Regions from separate parts of the Arabidopsis thaliana genome. Here region 2 is linked to region 1. A link is a contact called in public capture Hi-C data. All regions are on one chromosome and are shown on one strand. The core of a region is the stretch at or near the end of the contact, and the rest is flanking DNA. Distances in the headings are between cores, read along the strand shown. Region 1 holds the start of AT3G08135 (a long non-coding RNA gene). Region 2 holds the start of CML41 (calmodulin-like 41).

Region 1 (6,247 bases), core at 1,000-3,499:
TGAAGAGCTTAGGGTAAGATAATTATAACAGCACAAGTTAATTACTACCAAATTGTTACGTATTATATAAGTTATTATAGAATTATTCTATTAGAATATACGATGAAAAAAGTATGTATATTTAATTGTCACTAATTTTATGTTTATTGATTTATACTTTTGAAGGAAGAGCATCTTGAGATCGCGAGGGCCAAGAAGGAACTAGGAGAGTCAGAATTAAATTGGGATGATTACAAGAAAATGGACTTTACTCAATGTGTATGTTACTATCATTCTCATTATTTATTCTATGTTCATATGATTTATGATGAAACCAAAATTATTGATTTTTTTTTTGGTGTGTGTGAAGGTTATAAATGAAACTCTTCGATTGGGAAATGTAGTTAGGTTTTTGCATCGCAAAGCACTCAAAGATGTTCGGTACAAAGGTAAAACTTTACGTACAAAATTTTTAAATAATGAAATCCGGAATATTGAAATCTTATTGGATGAAAAATATTAAAATAATTTACATTTCTTAATGTTGGAAAAAAAGGATACGATATCCCTAGTGGGTGGAAAGTGTTACCGGTGATCTCAGCCGTACATTTGGATAATTCTCGTTATGACCAACCTAATCTCTTTAATCCTTGGAGATGGCAACAGGTAAATAAAAAGTTTCTCTCGTTAACTATCGAAAATTAGTGTATAGTTTTTTCATCTATTGCATGAATAGATACGTCCTACGTGATTTACCTATCTATAGATACTATACGAGAACTATTAATCTGGCAAAAACTTTTTATTATTATTATCTTTCAAGTTAGATCTTAACACGTCATGGATCATTGATCACATGAAAGCATATAAATTAAAAATAAGAGAGAGAAAGAGACGTGTTGGTGTAAGTGTACGTGAAGACAATTAATTAGTAGGATGGTATGTCTTTAATGACGTAGGAGCTGCCTAAATATTCTTATAATCGTGACCGTTGATTTATTATTAGTCACGGCTTTGATACAATTTAAGATTTGACGGACGATGGTACCACGGCTTTGACGGATCTCACACGCCCGATGACTTGTACGTGCGTTAGATTCTGCCACGTTGACTGGTTTTAATACTTAGATTTATAACTCTATTAATTATAACAACTATCAAATCGGCGAATTAGAGAAATATACTATATAGTATTATTATGATTATTATGAGATAATACTTTATGAAATAAGATAATAATGGTAGTCATGATGTTATAGTGAGTGGGGAAGGTAAGAGGTGGTGAGAGATGATTAATGACCCACGTGGTGTGGTGCCAACAAGCACGTGTTCTTCTTCCTTTTTTCTTCCAACTTCTTTTTTTGGGGGTTTATTGTGATCTATAAAATCGGTTTGTCGTTTTTTTTTGTGACGAGCAGCAAAACAACGGAGCGTCATCCTCAGGAAGTGGTAGTTTTTCGACGTGGGGAAACAACTACATGCCGTTTGGAGGAGGGCCAAGGCTATGTGCTGGTTCAGAGCTAGCCAAGTTAGAAATGGCAGTGTTTATTCATCATCTAGTTCTTAAATTCAATTGGGAATTAGCAGAAGATGATAAACCATTTGCTTTTCCTTTTGTTGATTTTCCTAACGGTTTGCCTATTAGGGTTTCTCGTATTCTGTAAAAAAAAAAAAAGATGAAAGTATTTTTATTCTCTTCTTTTTTTTTTGATAATTTTAAATCATTTTTTTTGCCCAATGATATATAAAAATTTGGATAAATAATATTATTGGATATTCGTTTTTTAGTTCGGGTTTGAGAAAAGGGTTTCGACTTTCGAAAGTGGACGATGTATATAGATTGGGAGCTAGGTTGAGTCTTTGGACATTTGTATTGGATGTTGTTGATTATTAGTGTCGACACTATTAAACCTTAAATGGGCTTTCTATAAGGCCCAATTATATTACGATTATAACAAAGTGACAACTTTTACCTCGTTTTTGATCCGAAGCAATAACAAATTGTCAAATACCAAACACAAGAATTATGTAAACACTCGTGTGTGTCTAGTGGGAAATCATTGGGCTGGAGACTGAACATCAGAACACAAGAAACCTGTCAATTATGGATACACCTCCTATGACGGTTTCCAAACTTTATCTTGATTCTTATCGTGTTACATTGACACAAAGAGTTAGGTGTCAAAAGGACTAAATGAATAACAATAGCTCTCAGGATAAGAAGGTTCATAAAATGGTTTCTTTATTTTGAGAAGAAAGAGAGAGGAGCTTTTACTGTTTCTTGGGTCCTATTCCTTTAAATGAGAGGGTTTCGTTTTTACTTCTTCTATCTCATCATCTTTAGGATCCTCTTCTAGACGAGTAAAGTAATCCTCGTTACCAAGCAATGGGTCTCCTCTTTTGAAGACAGGGTCTTTTCCAAGTCCTAGTTCAGGCCAAAGCTTCGGTACTTACAGAAGGATGTAGCGGTATTGATCTGTATGAAGGAGACTCTCTAAAACTTAAGATCATGATTTGAAAACTTACAAAAAAAGGGATTGACTTAATTGTTTTCATCAGTTTTAATAACATGATTTTGAATTTACGTCTTATTGTTTTTTATATGAAAAATACAATTAACAATAAAATTGAGCAAAAAAAAGGGAAAATACAACTAAAACATAAGTAAAAGATAAACTACGGTTTAAGTTGTTTACACAGATGTGTTTTGTATCAAATGAAAGAGACTCTCCATATCATATCTCTTTTACTACCACGTCCCCATTTGGTTAGTCGATTAGAAAAAGTTGAAATAAAAAAAAATAAAAAAAAATAAACAAAAAACTCTTTTAATAAAGTATGATATTGCAAATTCTCAAATTTCATGAAGGTTTTCATCTTCTCTTCTATATTTTTTTTCTCAATGCAATGCATCAACTAATGTTAGCTCGGTTAAAATAGTAAACAGAAGAAATTACACTATAAGAAATATATATACACAACTTTGGAGGAAAAATCATTTTAACAAAATTAAAATAAAAAGTAATACTGAAAATTTTAAGTTTTTTATAGAGTGAAACAAACCATTTTAACAAAAATAAAATAAAAACAATTTTAGTGCATTGCAGACTTTTGCGCAACTAAAGTGTCTTTTTTAAACACATCATAATTTATAAACTTCAAAATTAATATTTTTAATTATTTTCGAGCGTTATATTAACAATTATAGATAAATTATATATATAATTTTATGTAAATATCATTCCATATTCAAAAATAAAACTGAATATATATAATTCACTCATTGTGGACAACTTGCTAGTATATACGTATAAACAGAGTTAAGATTCAAGACACAAAGTACTAGAACGATCAAGAGAGTGTGGAATAAAATTTACCTAAAGGTACTTGATTGAACTCAATTATGTTTGGTCTTGCATCATCTAAAAGCCTTTTCGCATCACCATAAGCAATAATAGAGTGTGAACCATGAAAACGAAGAGAATCATAAAATGTGCATGAATAGCACCAAATTGGATAACATCTGGACTCGGGCAATCGTCAATGTCCCATAACAATGTCGTCTTCGCTTCTGCAATATAGAAAACGAGATGGATGAATACTAAGATTTTATAGTAATTAGTGAAACTATAGAGAAATATAAACTCAATATCCTTAATTACCTTGGTCTTTCTTGGAGGGTCGAAACATGGTTTTCAACAAATTTAGAGACAAATAAACTTTCTCATTTGGATTTGTTTGTTTTTGATTGTGCGTGCTAAGAACCTAAGACCACCTCCAATAATATTTCTATAGGAGTCTTTAAGCATAAAATTCTTACGAAAAAGTTAAAAAATAAATCAAAACTGATAATTAATGTAAGGGACGATCCTTAAATTAAAGTTTTTAGAGTTTGTAAGAGACTCATACGTGTCATTGTACTATTGGGTAGAAAATATGAGGGAAAATAATCTTTTTTTCTTTCCGATGATTGTTGAAGGCAAGAATCTTGAAATTTTAACAAACAATTTGGAGAAAAGAAAGATAGACGGGGTGATTGGATTAGACTTTTAAGACTTTAAGAAGTTTTTAGAAGTTTTAAAAGTTTTTTTAACCCAATCAAACATTTTTGGTTTTCATAAATTTTAAAGCCTTTAAAGTCTTTTTTTCTTAAACTCTTTGTTTTCAATATTTTTTGAAAATCACGTATAGGTGACTTTAGAAATAAAGAAATAAAAAGTTTATAGTTTTTTTCTTCTTCTTTCTAATATGTATATAAACTCTCATAACATTTCACAAATAAATTATTTTTTGAAAAAATCTAATTGATTTATAATTGATTTTTTTCTTGTTCTTTTAAAATCTATTTTCCTATATATTTGGTAGTTATTTTAAAATCGTAATTTATACAAAATTTCCTATGGAATTCATTGATAAATGTTTATAATTACTGTTTAATTTATATTCTTTTAAGATCCACTTATGTATATTAAAGAACATCAAATATTACATTTGATGCAAAAGCAAAGAAATATGAATGTATAAAAAATTTACCATAAAGTTTTTTTGTGTGAATGTAGTTGTTATATCACAGTTCGAGTTATATTTGCTATAATTTATATTATTTAAAATTATAAGTTTTACAGTTACAATTTCTACAGTTTTGGTGTTACCTATCAGATTTTAACCGTTAAAGTCTATACTGTTAAAATTTTTAAAGTCAAAATTTTTATAATCAAAGTTTTTACCGTCAAAGTTCCTACAGCGAAAGTCTCTACAACCAAAATTAACAGTCGTTACCAATCGGCCCTAAAGATAGATAATGATATCTTACCGCTGAAATCTTCTCCCTCGTAATACATGGTTTTGACGGATTGATCGAGACAATTAGAGAGTGATAAAAAAAAATCTGTGGTTGAGTTAGGGTTTAAATACGTAATCAGGTGACACGTTAAATTATCTAATTGTACTTTACCAAAAATTATATAATTGTAATTAATTAAAATGCCAAGAAAAAAGAAAAAAAAAAACAGTGCAGATAGACATATGGTTGATTAACACACTGTATTATCCATTTATTTACAGTGAAATAAAATATGATTAAATAAAACAAAAACAGAAGCCTCCAAATATTTGGAGGCTGATTACGCCAACTAGTCCCCGTGTTCCTCGATTAGGTCGGCCCATCATATTGTTGGATAATTACGGCCCATAAAGTTTTTACTTGATCTGAAATCATCCAAATGAGAAGATTTAGATAATTCATAAATTATATTGATGTTCAATTGTTCATCATACTGCTCTTTTGTTAACAACAATATGGCTTTGAATTTGATTGATTGTCTCTAATTTTGCAGATATTGGAAAGACGAAATGGTTCGATATTTTGAAGTATAGGTTTATTCACATGAACACCCTCGGTGATGAAATCGAGACTTACCAACCAAAAGCCCTTGTTTATTGATTTTCGTGGTTTGGCCCGCAAGTATTTTTTTTCTTTTCTGGTTAGCCGAATAATATTCAGAAAACGAGGAAAAGCATTGAGATTTTTTTGTTTTAACTAACTAAAATTTGGATGAGAAAGTGAGTTAGCTGGTCAATAAAAGGTACAAAAGTTTAGTGTTTGGACAGGCCACTTGTCATTTGAAAAGTCTCTTTCTGTTTTGTATGAGATAATCGTCACCAAATATATATTTTTCTTACTGACTTAATAATTTCTGTTTAACTGATTCAAATAGTAAATATATTTTGGTTAATTAAAGGTTCAAACGAAAATAAGTGTAAAAAGCTAAGGAGGAGACAAAAATAGGTAAATTTTAGTTGGTAAGAGTTGAAACTAAAAATTAGTATTTAAAAAAAAAAGCAAAGAATGTGACAAAAATGGTAAATATATAGAGAGACTTTCTTGGGGATGACTCAATGCCACTCTTTGTTCATACATAAGAAACCCCACCGATGACTTGGATAGAAAGAAAAGACAAATCAAACCCTTTCATTCTTACTCATGTCCTTTTCATACACCACTCATTCTCTCTCTCTCTCTATCTATTTTCTCCAAGTCCACTTGCAGATAGGTGCAATGGTTAAACACTAAAGTGGGATTGCCATTTTCAAAGACAAGTCCTTTTCAAAAATATCATCTTCTTCATTCTCCTTGTTGAAATCATTACCAATTTAGAACAGTCCATGGCACTTTGTAGTAAAAAATGTCAAAAGTGAAAATCAAAAGTAGACTTGGGCCAGGGACCATATACCATGTTTAGTAATGTAATTTAGATATTTAAGTTAT
Region 2 (6,247 bases), core at 2,205-4,704, 60 kb before region 1:
CTTTTGTGTGTGTTTTAACAACAATGGCGGAGATCAAGAATGCTAAAGTAGAACAAAGGCAAACGAAGATTAGGAATGTTCCAGTAGCTGTAACTCCTGAAGGTTTCTGGTGTTGTCCTTCTCCTGTTGCGTTTCAAAAGACTCTTAAATCTCACAACTCTCTCACCAAACACAAGCAATCTTCTCCTGCTCTTCAACCTCCTAAGCCGGAGAAGAAACCATCTTCGACTACTATTAGATCCGTCATTGCTTCTGATGAAACTCAACAGAATTTGGGTAGTTTTGATACTGTTCATAGTATTGCTGTTCCTGCGACGGTTCAAGAGAGACCACAGAGGCAAAAGGTTGAGACTTTACCGAGGAAAGTTGCTATTGAGTTTGGTGAACCGGGAAGTAGTGATGCTAAAGTGATTTTGGTTGGGAAGCAAGGTTTTTGTGTGAAGCTTAGTGTTCATAAGAAAGTTTTGGTTGATCATAGTTGTTTCTTTGCTAAGAAACTAGCTGAGAAAGATTCGGTTTTTGCTTGTCTTGAGATTGAGAGCTGTGAAGATGCTGAGCTTTACGTTGAGACTATTGGACTTATGTATTGTAAAGATATGAAGCAACGACTTATGAAACAAAATGTTAGCAGAGTTCTTCGTGTCCTCAAGGTATTGCAGCTATAACCCTCTTTTAGATTCTGGTGTTGATGATGTTCATAGAAATGACTCAATTTGGTAACTTTAAAGCTTTAGGGGAACTTCTAAGGAGTTTAGTTGTTATTGCAGGTTGCAGAGCTTCTTGGTTTTAGTTCATGTATACAGTCTTGTTTGGATTACTTAGAAGCTGTGCCTTGGGTTGGGGAAGAAGAAGAGGAGAAAGTTATCTCATCGATTCTTAGATTAAAAACTGAAGGAGTTGGTGTCACGCCTGTTCTCAAACGAGTTGCTTCTAATGCTGTGGATCCACCAAAGGAGACGCTATCACGCATCATTGAGCTTGTTTTAAGAAGCAAAGAGGAGAAAAGTCGACGTGAGATGAAATCTATTGTTCTGAAGCTTCTTAGAGAACAGAATGGAGCCAATGTAGCTGATAACTTCAATGATACAATCTATTCCTCTTGCCAAACCTGCTTGGATTCGGTTCTGTCTCTGTTTAAACAAGCTTCTGAGGGAGAGAAACCTGAGACTGATACCAAACAGATTGCTGTAGAAGCAGATAACCTCACGTGGCTCCTTGATGTGTTAGCGGAAAGACAAGCTGCAGAGGAATTCTCAGTCACATGGGCAAACCAAAAGGAGCTCGCTTTGTTACATGAGAAGCTTCCTTTAATGTCTCGTTACCATATAAGCCGTGTAACATCTCGGCTCTTTATAGGGATTGGGAGAGGAGAATTGTTGCCTTCAAAGGACACTCGACTTCTGCTACTAACAACATGGTTGCAACCGTTGTTCAATGACTATAACTGGCTTCAACATGGTTGCAGATCGTTTGATGGTAAACTAGTGGAGGAAGGAATTGGTCGGACGATACTGACACTACCATTGGAAGATCAGCAGAGCATTTTACTGTCGTGGCTCGGGAGTTTTCTAAACGGAGGAGATGGATGTCCGAATCTTCAGAGAGCTTTTGAGGTTTGGTGGAGACGATCTTTCATTAGACCTTACTCAGATCGTCAAGCTAATGGTTCGTGTCAAACAGATTCAACTTCAAAAGAGGAGTGACTTAAAGAAAGCTGAGTAATCTTTGTTAGATTGTACAGTGCATAATGTAGCTATGGGAATGTGTTGGTTTGGTGATCTTGATTTCCGGTTTGGTTTTGTTTGGTTTGGTTTGGTTTAGATCGTACCATGTACGAGACAATGTCTTGCAGGTTTTTTAGTGGTCGATTTTTTTCTTCATGTTTTGTATTTTTCAGTTTTCATAATGATGATGGATGTATATTTCTGATTCGATTTTTATACCATTTTAAATGTTTCAGTGACTTACTACTATCAACAATAGTCTAAATTCTCTACCAAGATTAACAGAAAACAGCTCACAAGGTAAACCCTATAATTAGGTTCTAAATTCTTAACCTTAAGAAATACAAACTTAATCATAAAATCTAATAAACTGGAAAATCTTAAGCTCAAACCCTTAATAAAAATTAAATTCTTAACCTGAATTTTTGAATGAATTTGTTTAATATAAAAGTGGTTAAATAGAAACTTATTGAAAAAGGGATCTATGATGGGCCTAATGACCCAACATACGTCTGAAGCCCAATTCAATAGTTTTCCCAACTTTTTTGGTATATATATATATATTCTTTTTTTAATCATTAAAAGGCAAATTACAGCATCGGAGAGAATTGTACTATAACTCGTATAATATACCAATGCATTTCAAACCCAAAAAAAATAACGACGAAGAATGAAGAATAAATGGCAAATGTTCAGCAGAGCCAAAGACAGAATAAATACTCCAACTTTCAATTAATGGTCTGTCTTTGCATCATTTCTATTAAATTATTAGTGGGCATATCTCATAAATAGATGCCTACAATACTGTAAATACACATAGAATAATTCCCACTTTATTTTTTTTGGTCATTAACATAAATCAAGCTTAAATATGAATTCTTCATTCATAAATTCATTCCAACACTACTAAAATTTCACCACAATTCAATAATAGCACTTCTAACATAATCCCTATATTCAAACTCACACACACTACTCCATAAACATTTTTCGAGCATATAGTAGGGTAATTACGTAAAAGAAATATTTAATTACACTAAACCGTCATCATTTGACGAAACTCATGAAAATCAAGAATTCCATTACCATCTATATCGTAAAACTTTATCATGGCTTCACACTCTCCGTACGTTCTTGATTCCCCTAACTTCACAAGCATCTTTTGCAAACCCTTTGGTGTTATGCAGCCTGATCCTTTTTCCACCTCGAACATCTCAAACGCTGTCTTCAACTCTCCATCGCCATCAACTTCACCGTCACCGTAAAGATCTCTTCTTGTCATCAATCCAACAAAGTCCTCAAACCCTAGAGACCCGTCTGCGTCAGTGTCAACTTCGTTTATCGCCTCTTGAGCTGCCTCGTGAGATATATACTCACCGACAGAGCCGAAGTAATGTCTGAGCTCAAAGGCTGAGATCTTACCGTCGCCGTCGCTGTCGAAATGGCTGAAGACTTGACGGAGCTCTTCTTTGGAGGCCTGGTGACTCTTTATGTTGTTGTTGTCATCACTGTTGCTTCTTGGAGAGTTTAAGGTTGACGAAGAGTTTGATTTTGGTGATCTTCGTCGGTTTTGGAAACTAAGGTTTAACTTTAAGGTTTTGGTGGAAAACCATTTGAAAGAATTGGAGGAAGGTTTCTCTTTTTGAGTTGCCATATCATTGAGTTTATATGCTGTAGTGTGTTATTCTATTTAGCCTTTAAATCACCTCTATATATAACATGAGAGATTCACCATGTTGATAAATTTATAAGACCATCTCTATTGTGGGTATCTCATAAGAATTTCTCACAATTAAAAAAATAAAAATAATAAAAATGAAGGAGAGAGAGTGTAGAAAGTTTCTCAAGTGAGAAACTCTGAGATACTCTGAGATACTTTGTACAACCCATCATGACAATTCTCATCTTACTATTGGTTTAATTTTTTAACAAAAATACTTTTTTAATAAAAATAATCAAATTATAATATAATATTAATATTTTTTTTGTTTGAAAAACTTTGTAGGTTTCTCATGGATGGAGATGTCTTAAGTGCATACATAATATGATAATAATATAAAATATACATTATCTAGGAAAGTTTGTTTCTTGTGACAATCGTATCCTGATTTTGATTTAAGTATTCACATTTTTTTGGACAATTACTGATTATTATATTTTAAACATATTTTCTAGAATTTAGTGTCTCTTAATATATTCACTTTAGGAGGAAAAAAAAACAGAACTATGGACATTTGGTTCATTCATTTCGGATTGGAAAATATAGCTTACGTCTCCAAAAAGTACTTATCCAAACAATATTCAGTAGTTTGAATTGAAGGAGCATTTGATAAAATACTTGTCATGTCTAAACTTTAGCTGGTGGGAGTGGGATTATATGTAGAGTTAAATTAGAATTTCGAAAAAGTATAGAATGAAGGGATACATAAAATATAGTAAGAAGACATGCAAGTCATTTTCCGAGAAAATCCAAGTGAACAAAAAAGAGGTCCATGTTTTGTCCTCCAAGGGAATTTCGAAGAAGGTGCTTTTAGATATGTGTGATGGCGTAGGCTCAGAGATTAAATGATTAGATGGGTAAAAGACAAAAGCTGTAAGAAATTTCATCGCAGCTTCCTCTAGCGATAATTAATCATTTTATATGACTTATCTCTATAAAATTCGATTGACTCTTCTTGTTGCATGCATTACATTTTAGTAATCAATTACTAGCTTTTAGGTGAACACACATTCCTAATCTCAAGAATAACCAAATTAGTTTGATGCAAACCCGATAATTCACCACTAATTTGATTCCAACACTATATATACCGTTAATTTGATGCATTCATGTCTTTCATTATCTTTGTTTTGTTTATAACTTCTGATATCTTAATATACAACTAGATCATCCTCGCAGAGCCACACGAAACAAGCTGTCTTCCTAATCACTATTGGTTTTTTCCCCCTCATAAGTTACACCACAAACAAATTTAACCATTTGCTTTATATGATGTCTTTGTTATTATAGGTAATGAAAAGAGAGTATACCTAACTTGTAAGCCAGGAAAAACAAAAAAACAAATGTGTTTAGACTTGTTAAGAAAAACGCATTGGACTACCCTAATTATATTTTATATCAAATACAAAATATAATGTACTCACCAAAAACAAATACAAACTACGTATATTGAAATCCAAATTAACCTAAATACAAGCCCAAAATGTTCATTAGGCCCAATATTACGGAGCCATAAGCGGGCCTATGTAAAGCTGTTACAAGCCTCGTTTTTCTCAAGCTTCACCCCTTATCAAGCCTCGATATCTTGTAAATTTGTGACAAATTAGTTGGAGTTTTACATACATTTTAATATGAATGCGTTAGTGTAGTAGTTTGCTTTAACATCGTTATCACATTGACAAAAAAAACGAAAACTTTTAGATTTGTTATTTCACTTTACAAGGTATCACAAAGTTCAGTTAACTTATTTGAAAATTTTAAGTTATCATCAATTTTGGAATGTCTAAGGTGAAAAACCTAAACCACTAAAATAAAATAAAATTTCTTTAATGATGGGATGGATAAGTTGTGGGCTTTGTATATTCATGTCAATGTATGGCCTCTCTCGTATGCCGAAGCTTGCACTCAGAAAACGTGCGTTTCCTTGCGCGTTAAAGTCTTGATGTCGTACACGAAAACTAGGGAACAAAAAAAACGTCTGTCCGATTTTGACTAAAACAAAAAAACGTAATAATCTTCGTCTGTCAAATTTTGTTTGTGACCCGATTAGGCCATGAGAGTTGGTTAGGCTGATCTTTGGCATATTGTTCACCGGCCTAATATGTCACTCATATGTAATATGCATATTTGACTTTTCAACGTTTTAGTAGTGATCAGATCTTTTTAATGAAAAATCTTATAGAAGATACTTTATTAATTGTCTGTTAATTTGAAATCTACGATAAATATATAGTCATCAACAAGTCTATGCATGAATTTTAACGTTCATATATGTGATTTGTTTCATATATGCATTTGGAGAGGAAAACAAAGAGGAGAAATAAAAAACTGAGAGAAAAGTGGGAACGTGGTGGAAACGGAGATTTTAGTCTCGTTGGTAATGGGACACCCTTAAGAAAGACGATACCAAATGTGTTTAGGTCTCTTTGAATAAAGATGGGAAAGGAGACATCATAAGTTAATGCTATTTCCATTCCCAACTTCCACGAAGTGTCAAAAATATTCTTCTTGCACGACAAATTTGGTAAAACTACTCTTAAGTTACCTCCTTTAAGAACTCAAACCCCTAAACCTACTTGACTCAATCCCTCACACTTCTTTTTCAAAGCCATCAATATCTCTTTAATCGCAACTGAGTTCGATGAATCAAAGGAAAAATTTAGAGAGAATGCACCGAGTAGAAGTTAAGGGATTAACGCTTATATATTTGGGATTTTTTCAGCTTTAGTGTCATTTTTAACCAGATAACTTGGGGTTTTAATTTATTTGGTATTTGTTAACTAAATGTTTGGTCTTTAAAATT

Evidence for each region. Capture Hi-C pulls out chosen DNA fragments and counts their contacts.
Region 2: a capture Hi-C map of shoot shows a contact between it and region 1, with 2.6 times the contacts expected there. A contact is called at or near these places in 2 of 26 Hi-C or Micro-C datasets (rosette leaf and vegetative nucleus) and 2 of 3 other capture datasets (seedling and shoot).

The regions. Positions count from the first base shown.
Region 1 is chr3:18,809,658-18,815,904 of TAIR10.1, reverse strand. AT3G08135 (a long non-coding RNA gene) reads right to left here and starts at 2,249. Exons shown (of 1, transcript NR_141395.1): 1 at 2,011-2,249. It overlaps DWF4 (Cytochrome P450 superfamily protein), which reads left to right. Exons shown (of 8, transcript NM_114926.4): 4 at 1-13; 5 at 166-258; 6 at 350-428; 7 at 536-645; 8 at 1,398-1,956. The coding sequence ends at 1,643.
Region 2 is chr3:18,871,118-18,877,364 of TAIR10.1, reverse strand. CML41 (calmodulin-like 41) reads right to left here and starts at 3,454. Exons shown (of 1, transcript NM_114937.3): 1 at 2,529-3,454. The coding sequence starts at 3,378. The coding sequence ends at 2,761. AT3G50780 (BTB/POZ domain protein) reads left to right here. Exons shown (of 2, transcript NM_114938.4): 1 at 1-650; 2 at 768-1,966. The coding sequence starts at 24. The coding sequence ends at 1,703.